Linked DNA regions of Gossypium hirsutum: region 2 is linked to region 1. A link is a contact called in public Hi-C data. All regions are on one chromosome and are shown on one strand. Each heading gives the region's core, a stretch centred on a gene start, on an enhancer-like site or on the middle of the called end of the contact. The rest is flanking DNA. Distances are from core to core; before and after follow the strand shown. Region 1 holds the start of LOC107892032 (cleavage stimulating factor 64). Region 2 holds the start of LOC107891991 (LEAF RUST 10 DISEASE-RESISTANCE LOCUS RECEPTOR-LIKE PROTEIN KINASE-like 2.1).

Evidence for each region. A called contact is a pair of places that touch in the nucleus more often than the background predicts.
Region 2: a Hi-C map of leaf shows a contact between it and region 1, with 2.0 times the contacts expected there. The contact joins the promoter of LOC107891991 here to the promoter of LOC107892032 in region 1. A contact is called at or near these places in 2 of 34 Hi-C or Micro-C datasets (leaf and petal).

Annotation. Positions count from the first base shown.
Region 1 is chrD09:25,378,117-25,384,019 of Gossypium_hirsutum_v2.1, reverse strand. It overlaps LOC107892032 (cleavage stimulating factor 64), which reads right to left and starts at 4,566. Exons shown (of 7, transcript XM_016816997.2): 1 at 4,351-4,566; 2 at 4,151-4,228; 3 at 3,616-3,654; 4 at 2,967-3,536; 5 at 2,779-2,874; 6 at 1,380-1,562; 7 at 871-1,286. The coding sequence starts at 4,443. The coding sequence ends at 1,161.
Region 2 is chrD09:25,652,676-25,657,926 of Gossypium_hirsutum_v2.1, reverse strand. It overlaps LOC107891991 (LEAF RUST 10 DISEASE-RESISTANCE LOCUS RECEPTOR-LIKE PROTEIN KINASE-like 2.1), which reads right to left and starts at 1,474. Exons shown (of 3, transcript XM_016816940.2): 1 at 532-1,474. The coding sequence starts at 1,267. LOC107891992 reads left to right here and starts at 1,557. Exons shown (of 3, transcript XM_016816941.2): 1 at 1,557-2,183; 2 at 3,707-3,792; 3 at 3,866-4,051. The coding sequence starts at 1,997. The coding sequence ends at 3,928.

The sequences.
Region 1 (5,903 bases), core at 3,317-5,816:
ATTTCTTCATCGAGATTTGGTTCAGTCTCTGTGTCTATCCCCATGTGAGTAATCTTTTCAATTGAGTCATCGTCTATCTATTTGGCAGAAATACTGTAATATCATGGATAATCTTGAGACCATTTTGATGGGTCTGGAATGATTGTCCTGTAGTGCTTTATTATTGTCATTATCTCTTGTTGATAAGGTCCTAGGGTGTCTGGCCAAAGATCCCATGGTGCATCCACATCTAGTGGTGGCCATATCTCAAGGGGGATTGTTCTGTTAAGTTTACATGAATATTTTTGGAGTTTTCTGTATTCTTTATTTAGATTTTTAACATTGTGTAGGTTTTATTATGCAGTTTTTATATTTTAATTTTATTGCTATCTTTTTTATTTTATAAATTTCGAAATTTCAATTTTGACTCAAATAGTAACTATTAAATTTATTAATTAAAACATGATTACTTTTCTACAAGTAATATAGCATTATATAGATATAATAAGCTAAACATATCATTACACATTTAATGATACAAAGATTTTGAAAGACACAGAATTTAACGGTTGAGCTAATGATTGATCAAGACTTGTAAAAAACATACAAAAACTGAAAGTGAACAAACTAGATTATAGTAATGACAGAATTTGACCTAAAAATGCGAGCTCAAGCAAGCATGGCCAGATTGATCCGGTTTCTGAACTCACAGCAAGCGAAGGGATGCAATTTAATTGTCTCGATTGGGGCCAGGGGCATATAGTCTCTCCTTCCCATCAGAAAAGCACTTGGTTCTATTATACTTTCATATTTTGTTGTTAACACAAATATGATACATAATTAGGCAACATATACACTCGAGTGTCACATTCCTACGTCCAGAAGTGTACATTAGTTTTCAATTTTGATTAGCTTAAGCCAAATAAACAGCGGCAGAAAAAGATACTACATCATCACAGTACAAACAACACATGAAAGAAATTTAGGGCCTTCAAATCTGCCCCTAGAATTCAACTTTCAGAAGCTATCAACCTACAAATAAATAAACAAGGCAGGCTCAAAGGAGATGAATACTGAATTGGCAGCTGAATTAAAGCAGCAAATCAATCAATTTTAGTCAGCTGAGATTTGTCTTCTTTTATCAGTATATGGCATGCAAACATAGCTGAAGTAGAGTCTTGTCATTGGCGCAGAATTTGCTGGAGCTGAAGCACTTGATTCCTTTGCTCTGTAGGCAAGAGATTAATCTGTTCCGGAGTGAGGCTCATCACCTGCTGAAGTAACGCCTTCTCCATCTCAGGAGTCAACTATAAAGAGCCAATGGAAACTGTTAATGGAACTACTCAAACTACTGACCAATTCTATTTGCTTGTATGAAACTCAAAAGTTTGGATAATCACCGATGCAGGACGAGGGGGCTGATTTCCTGGAACCATCTGACTGGAAACCAATGGTGAGGGTCCTTGCAACTGAGTTAGTGTTGAATTATCTGGTTGACTAGGTGTCCACGAAGATCCTCTATCTGCCTGCATCGAACCTCCTACTTGGTTGCCAAACTCGGATCCTAAATGCAAGGCTCCTGCCTGAAAGAATAACCATAACACATACAAAAGATGTTGTCAATTGGCAGAGTCTAATAAGCCATAGACATTTCCCACAGGATACTATTACATTAGAGATGGAACTTTTGTTTCAACTAAAAATTGAAAATCAAGTGCAGGAGTCTAAAACTCCAGTTAATATGTAGCTTTCCTCATTAAGATCTCATTATTTGCTCTTTGATTACTCAAAAATTAGTAAAGTTTGAATAGTAAAAATATTTGATTAAAAATGACTTATAGTAAAAAACAAACCATATTTGATTAAATATAAGTAACTTTAAATTTAACATTAATCCATATCTTTTAGCCCCATGCAAAACTAAAATCATGCTTCCTTATAATGTTATTATTAACCTTTATTCTTTCAGAAGTACCTTTTTTAATTGGTATCCAAAACACTTTTCTTACTTCTTTTTGCTTTTGGTGGTAATGTAACAAAAACAATAACTAAAAAAAAAAAAGAAAATAATTTAACTACTTGCACACAAATTGTAAAAGCAACTAAAGAGCAAACTTGAAAACAATGAGCCCATCTTGCATGTTAAGGATAATTTAATTCAGTTATTAAAGCTTTACCTTTTATTAAATCAAGACCAGTTACAAACTCATAATCTTTCTTCACCTCATTCAATGGATTATAATTACTCCAGCCTGAGCCAGAACTCTAACTTACATAGCTAGCTGAACGAATTTAATCATTCAAAGACAGCAAGCTCTGCTCAATGGTAGCTACAAATACATTTCCCCTTATTGACATGTGTGCAGTGGAAGAGATACCACATGTAATCAGACATTTCTCCACCTTGAAGTACATAAATTCCACCTAACTACTATTGCAATCACAATTGTGTGCACTTCTAACTTGCAATTGTGTTTTCATCTACATGTACAAGAATTATCAAGGAAAAGGGACTCAAAAACAGATTTTCACAATTTTAATGAAGCCCGAAGCCAATCAGTTCAACAATCTGTTAGCAGTGGTGTGAATAACAAGGCAGATATTTGTCAGACTTTTTCAGAGAGACAAAAAATAATCTATTACACACACGAGGTAAACTATGGAATGTTTATAGCCTGCCACTTAAACCACTAGCGTGATTAAAAAAATGAACTCATTTTTTTTAATAATCAACCCAATTAGAATGGTCCACTAAGTGATAAAACCAAAACACATCAAACAACTAAAATTTGCACATACCTGATTTTGATACACTGATTGAGCTGGCAGCTGATTTGCACGCGGTGGCTGCCCTTGTGGAAACGAAGGTCCAAGGCTAGGAGGTCTATTACCTGACTGAGTAATTCAAAAAATAAGAGAAATTATTGCAGAATATGTTATGAAGGAGACACCCAAGACTGACTTCCAAACTGCAACTTTTGACTTACATGGAACATCGGCTGTGAAAGATGCTGAGCACCAGGGTGTTGGAAACCAACATTAGGACCCATTTGTGGGGCATGCTGATGATGGAAACTCGGAGCTGATGAAAGTCGTGCCTGTGGTTGTATTGGTGGCTGCTGATGCATATGAGGAATTCCAGTTGTTTGAAATGACTGCTGCAACTGGCTAGAGGATGTTGACATATGGGTTTGATGATGAGCAGGAGGATGTAAAGGTGACTGCAGAGGAAGTTGAGGTGCATTTGGGAGTTGGGAGGAATGTGGAAGAGACATTGGAGGATTCAAATGGACCTTTGTTTGCTGTGGTGTCTGTAGGGAATGTGGTGGTATGGATTGAGACTGAAGATTTGCAGCAGGAACAGAAGCAACGGAGATTCTTGTCCCAGCTTGGTTTTGATGCTGTTTCCTTACAGGAGCTTGGATCTGGGATGGAGCAGCTTGTTCTTGCAAGCGAACTTGACCTGGCAACAAATGTGCTGGCTGGATATTTGGCTGAGGGGGTGGTTGTACTGATTGCTGAGATTGTTGTGATGCAGGTGGCTGAATAGCTGGAATCTAAACACAAACAGTAAGTACACTAGCACAGTCCCTAAACATAATTTCAAGGATGATATTACAGAGATCAAAAGCATACCGCTTGAGGGGGCTTAACCATTCCGAGCATAATCTGAGCCTGAAGAAACAAGAATAATCAAAGAAACCTAGTCAGGCATGGAAGCTACTAAATCAACAGTACACCATCTAAAAAGTAGATGCAATTTAAAGCAAAAGAAGGGTAATTAACCCATCAAGCTGTGCAGCACTCTAGAACAAGTCCATCAAGAAAGATGGTTAGCAACTTCTTATTTTGAGTTGCAACTAGAACTAAACGCATCTCATTACTACAAAGCTAACTCCAGAGACCTAATTGTCCATACAAAGGTTCCGAAATGCTTGATTCCTAGTGACAAGCTAACATCAACCTCTATACCAAGAAAAGGCAACAAAAAATTACAACTTCAGCCTACAAGGGATATCAAGAGAGTGTAAAGCTAAAGGGTTACGCGATGCTAATAGTAATATCAATCAACAGTCAGTCATGCACATAACTAGTATCAATATTAAAACAAAGGAAGAAGGGAGTTTTTTTCATATTTGAAAAGTAAATAAACAAAGAAGAAAAGGGAAACCTGGAAAAGGGCTTTCGTCAAGAGAGGATTTTGGATAAGGATCTCCCTCGCCTGCTGCTGGTTTTGTTCTATAAGTGTCTGTATATACCCAAAATAAAGAAGGAAAAACCACTAATTAGATTTAACGGCTGAGGAAGTGGCGTTTGGAAGAAACGAAAATAAAATTTTGAAACCAAATAGAAAACAGAAAGAGAGAGTACCTTCATGTTTGACATAATATCATAAAGCTGGTTCTTCGACATTCCGGCAATGTTGGCTGGCAAACCTTCGTCAGCAACTTGCTTTCCCGCCATTGTCTCCGCCGAGTGTTACAGCAAGCAACAGAGATCAGGGAGTGGTTTTCGGCTTCAGTCTGAGAACTTATAGCGATGTGGTTTTGAAAGGTATTAGCCCACTAAAATGGAATCGACCTTAAAAAGAGGTCTTAGGCTTAGCCCAGGCTTTTTTTTTTTTGTATGAGTTGAAAAAATTAATTTACTATACACACACACACACACACGAGGGAAGTCATTAAATTTTTTGTAGGGTTAGAGGTTATGTTGTATATTTTTATGAGTTAAAATATAATTTTTTATTATATTAGTTTATATTATAATTAGTTTATATTATAATAGTTTTTAAAAGGATTAAACCAAAATTTTAGTATTTGGAAGGCAACTAATAATTTTACTTATATTAAACAATGTTTTCTAAATCGAATCGTTGGTCGGACCGATCAGACTATTGATTCGTTGATTCAATCGGTATAATGGGTTTGATTAGAAAATTATTAAAAATTTAAGTAATAATAATATTAAAAAAAATCTAGTTCAACCGGTCTTTCACCTAGGTCAACTAGTTCAAAACCCTTTCCGGGTCGATTCCCGATCCGATTGGCCAGTTTGGTTTGGTTCAAACAACATTGATATTAACTTAAAATCTTATAAATTTTGAGATTAAAAGAATCATTTTTTTTCATTTTGTGGGTTAAGGGCCCTACCCCCTCCACCCTTAGTTATATAGTTGATTTGTTGAATTATTTGGCAAACTAGTCAGTTTACAAAAGGGAGAAGTGAAGTCCATATTAGAGGACCGACTTCAAAGTTGACATCTCGAAAAGTCGACGTCAATGGTAGTAATATCCTGGAGGTGTCGACTTTAGTGTATAAACTATTTACCTTGCATGTATGCACAATGAAGGAGCACATGAAGGCTGAGAAATATAGTTTTCTCATGCATGCGTGAGAGGTTGAAAAATGCGATGGCTAGGTCAAAAGAAAATTGTTTGGAAATGATGGAACAAGGCAGAAGGTTGAGATGGTAGAACAAGACAAAATGCTATTTGGAGATGATGGAACAATGTAGTGTCTGAGTAACATGTAAGTGAAATAGTAATGGTAAAGGTGGGGGAGGATGGAAATTATGTATATACATATACCTTGACACCATGGCAAATTAGAATAGTGAGTTTATTCAACAATTTTTATTGAGTATTATTATCTTCTTCTATCTATTATCTTTTATATATTATGCAATCTTCATATATCTTCTTCAATCTTTGTAAGTATTTTTTCCATGATATTATAATTCATGTACTGATACATTAACATCTACTAACTATTAGTGTTAAATATACAACAGATTGTTGGGATTGTTGTTGAGCATAGTTTATGACATTTTTTAATATATGTTAGTGTTGTTAAAAGTTTATATTTATTAGTGTTGAATATCTATTAGTGTTAAATATACAATATAGTGTTGAATAATTATTTAC
Region 2 (5,251 bases), core at 225-2,724, 280 kb before region 1:
TTTAACGTAATTTAATATAAATAAACTAACTTATCTATTTTTTTAATAGAAAGAGATAAAATACAACCTAATTAATAGTACTTAAGCTTTCATGATATTTTTACCCACGAATAGTCCCAATTTCAACTATGAAAAGAAACAGAAGCGAAACATGTAACAACCCAAAGAAAAGATATTATTATTTTGTTCCCACGCTTGAAGTTGATTAATGGTATCCTAAACTTGCCTATAATGTAATGCTACCCTATTTCATATCCAAACAGAACAATTTCCGATCATGTATCACGACATGACTCGATAGGTCGGGTTATAGTGCGAGTTTGCATAATAAGGTTGTAAAAAAGAGGGCAATAATACAGAAAAGTGATATAAAAGATTGGATAATTAAGAACCCAAAGCTGGGGTTAATTCTGGGTCATAAACAGCAGAGAAAGACGACTGGATATCAACTGGATTCCATGTTTCTGAACAATGATTCAACGGGGTGTTTTAACGATTCAGGAAGAGTTAAAAGAAACAGGTATACCGTACCTTGGTTCAATTCAAGTATATAAGGCTTATCACGACAATAGCAGACAAATGCAGAGGTTACAGTTCGGTTGTATCCACATCTTCCGCCAGAATCCTTGCAGTGTTCGCAATAAGGATCGTCTGCAAAGTATCTAATATCAAAGGGTTGGACTAAACTTTCATTAACAGTGCTGATTCCGCCAATCAGATCATCAAAGGCCTTTTTCCCAATAGGAATTTCAACTTGTTCACTGTATCCAATACATTCATTTTCATCCTCCTTAAAGAACATGAGGGAAGTTTCTTTTCCACCCTTTCTGCAACTGAAACGATGATTCGGACCTCCCCTGCTTCGGCAGTCGTAGAACAGCGTAATGTTTTCAGCAGTTTCAGTATAATTAAAAGCATTGTTCATCAAAATCGGCTGAGGACAAGTGTTGTTTAATTCCACTCGTTTGATTGTCAACAAACCATGAGACCGATTGAGATGCAGCACATAGAATTCTTGGGAACTGAGCGTCATAACAGGGGGCTGATTCTGCCTGCACTTCAGCTTATACCCTTCATCACCGTAACCGCAATATGAAGGTCGATTATATTGATGGGTCCAGAAAGGATATGAAATATTAACAAGGTTTCCACAATCAAATGGAGCGCATGAAGTAAAGTGGAAATCATCTCGGGCGTAAGACAGCTGGAAAATAGTTAAAAGGAATAAGATGGAGAAGGAAGATGGTGAAAGGAAGAAGGCATCCATGGAAGAATGAGTGAATAGTTGGTTTAAAGTGAAAAAGGGTTTATATGTACATATAAAAACAGAGTGAGAAGGTCAGATAGATTGAGGAGACAAAAATTGGGGTTGGGTTGGAAATTTAACAGAAGAGGAAGGAGGGGGGTTACAAAATTTCCAAGAGATACAAGGGTGCTGACCTTGACTTGTGGAAAGGTACTTCACATGTGGTTGAATGCGAAGTCACGGGTCACAGACGTAATGCCATTTAGTGGCTTATTTTTCATGGACAAATCATCTTCAAAAATCTCGTTCAAGTTTTTGGCACAGAAGGTTTACCACTCCACTACGAATTTTTAGTTTTCCACCACTTAAATGACTAGCATCGTTCTTAAATTTGAACTTAATAATCAAAATACCATACTATGACAAAAAAAAAACAAAAAAAAGTGTGATAACTCCAACATAAATATAAAAACACTTCAAATTTATGTATCAATACTAGAGGTGATTATGGGCCGGGCAGCCCAGCCCGACGGCTAGCCCAAAATATGAAAGGGTTCGAGTAAAAATGTAGGCCCGAAATATAGGTTTGGACAAAAAAGAGGCCCGTTTAGAAAACGGACCGGGCCTTAGGCAAAAATTTTTTGGCCCGGGCTCGGCCTGGCCCGAATATAATAAATATTTTTTTTTAATTTCTAAAATACATTTCCCATTTCCCAATTCCCTTCCCCATTTCCCATTTCCCATTTCCGCATGCATCTGATAAAAATCCCTAAGCCATTCCCTCCTCCCTTTTTTTCCCCAATTCGAAAATCCACCTCCACAGATCCACCATTCCACCTCCAGTCCTCCACGGCTCCACCCAATTCAAAAATCCACCTCCACAGCTCCACCTCTGCTCTAACGGTGCTTCTACGTCTTCTACCTTTGAATTTCAAAGGTGAGCTTGCTGCTGTTAACCCTAGTTTATGTCGAAGTAGTTTTTTGCTTTTTGCTTTTTGCTTTTTGATTTTGATTTTGATTTTGATTTTTGCTGTTAACGGTTTTTTTATTTTGATTTTGAGACACTGAATCTTCGGGGGGAATTAAATCTGGAACTTTGGTTTTGATTTTAATTTTTGCTGTTAACCCTATTTCCTGTTCGAACAATTAGACTAATAGGTTTAAAGCAATCAAAGATTGTGTTGACATATTTAACCTTTAAATGTTGCGTGTTTTAATCTTGTTATGATTTTGATTTTAATTTTTGATGTTAACCCTATTTCCTATTCGAACAATTAGACTAATAGGTTTAAAGCAGTCAAAGATTGTGTTGACATATTTAACCTTTAAATGTTGCGTGTTTTAATCTTGTTATGCATAAAATGAAGAAGCATTTCTGCATAATCATCTACTCGTGGAACTTGGAGAAAGAAGTAGAGAGTTTAATAGTGTTGAAGATGTCATCCTTATATTTTCAGTGTGTTTGACACTCATGGAAAACTTTACTTATGAATAAATGTATAAGATCATCATTGGAAATAATTCAAGAGATAAATTTAGATATTATATGAATTTTTCAAACTGATCTAAATGTTGCTAAAGAGCTCTTGTATCAGTCTATAAATGTTACTTTATTGAGTTTTTTTTATTGTTTTTGTTCAACACTCCTACTCCTATATAAGTATTATTTGATTTAACTGATAGTGAGAGTGTCCTTTTGAAGAACTGATAGTGAGAGTGTCCTTTTGAACCCTCGTTATATTGCAGTTTGGGAATGAATAGTTGATAAAAATAGAAAGGTAATTCTAAATTTCAAATTACTCCTTGAAAATTTGATCAAAATTTGACTTTCCCAGATTTTGATTTTGCAAATGGACATGTGGACTTGTGTTGGTTAATTATTTTTGGAATTTTAGATTAGTAATAATGATGTTGAGAATTGAGATTGTCCTTTTGACACCTAGTTGTATTGTTGTTTATGTTTCTGCAGTTTGGCAATGAATATTTGATAAAATGGCAAGACAAACTAATACCTTTTTCTTGAACAATGGTTGAGTACTAATATTGAGTACTAATATTGGTGGTATTAGCTACTCTGTTTCAGAAATTAGGGTTAATATTGATAAAAGAGAGAATATTAATAATTTCACTATTTTTAAAATCTTTAATTGAATTTGTTAAATCTGAATATTATGCTGAATATTCAATATTTTTAATATTGAATTTGTTGAGAATATTATGCTGTCATGTTTTTTTTTATTGGGAAAGACATGTTCTGGTATGTCTCTTTGTTGGTACATTGGAATTTTAAACTCCTAGAAGATGCTTAGATTAAAGCTTTTACTGATGCTTATGAGTAAACGCCAATAACCATTGATAACTTAAGGTTCAATCAAGCTAAAAAATATTGTTCTGTATCTTGGTAGAATAATGCATGAGCAATTAGGTTGGAAATCCTCATGTTGCTTTTAACCTTTGCAGCTCGTCAGATGGTAATGTTCAGTGCTACATCGCCTGCAGCGGTTCATCGGTTAGCTGAGGAGTACATGGACCCTAATCCTGTTAAGGTAATTATCTAAATGCTTGATAGTGTTGTCATAGTTTCCTATATATTTGAGAAAGTAATAAATTTGTTTTCAGGTTGTGATTGGCTCAGAAGATTTAGCTGCCAACTATGATGTTATGCAGATAGTTGAGGATTGATTTTATTTAACTAAATATATCATCTAGAATTGCTTGATGGCTCAAGTTGTTTGAGTTTAAAAGTTCAAAATCAGTTGTGAGTACTTAATTGCATTAGAATTTAACTACTTTTTATTGGTTCAATTTTGAGCTTTTTTTTATGTTCTTTCTTTCATTTAATTTTAGGAGTCAAATCTGTTGTTTAATTGAGTTGATTTTGTTTTGCATGAGTTAATTTACTTAAAAACCGGGCCAGGCCGGGCCGGGCTCGGGCTTAAGAATTTTTTCCTGGGCCGGGCCTAGACAAAATTTCAAGCCCATATTTCGTGACGCGCCCAGGCTTAGGAAGCAGGCCGAAAATTTTTTAGGCCCGGCCCGAACCCGGCTCAGCCCAGCCCATGATCACCTCCAATCAATACATATATAATTATATTATTATTATTAAAAAATAAATGTAAGTATATTCTTTTTTCAAAAAGTTTATACATAAATAAGCATGATATAGAAAAGTAAAAATAAAAATATATGAAAAATGAGGTAATGAAGCGAGATGGTTGGATATTGAATTGAAAAGAAGCAACACCCGAAACAACACGTAACTTGGTTTTTGAAATGAGGAGCTATGCTTATAATTCAAATTCAATATGTTAAAATTAAATTAGTGCGACTTGTTCAACACTATTTTTCTTCTCTCTTTCTCATTCTTCTCCATGCATCAACCTCGGTTTAATAGTTAAATACCTCTAATTATTAACTTTTAATCAATTGGAAGTAAATAAATTGTTAAAAATATTATAAAATCTAGTCCAATCAATTACGCATGAGGAACATCGATCGGACCCATAGTAAAAGGTGTGCGTTCTTTACCAAGTGAATTGGGGCACACCATGTGTAGGTATAGGGCCACATGGTCACCCACATAGGCATGTGGACTACATGGGTGGAACACATAACCACCATACAACCATCTACACCTGTACATTTTAAGGACTTCGTGAACCACACGGCCGTGTATCTAGTATAGGGTAATTTATCGATTTTCACATGGTATCAGGATGTTACATGGCCTGGCCACTTAGTAGTGTAACCCTTCCACACAGTCTGGCCACACGGTCGTCTAACCTCTATTTTATAGCTTTACCCAAATTTTTTTGAATTGTTCAGTTTAGTCCCTATATAGTCCCTAAATTATTTTTAAAGATTTTATTCACTCAATTAAGTCCCTAATATTATGAATATATTGGAATCTATGATTTAATGAACGGATTACTACTGTTATAATATATAATATGTGAATGTTGCATGATTATTGTCATTGTAATTCTAATGAATTGATACTATAAT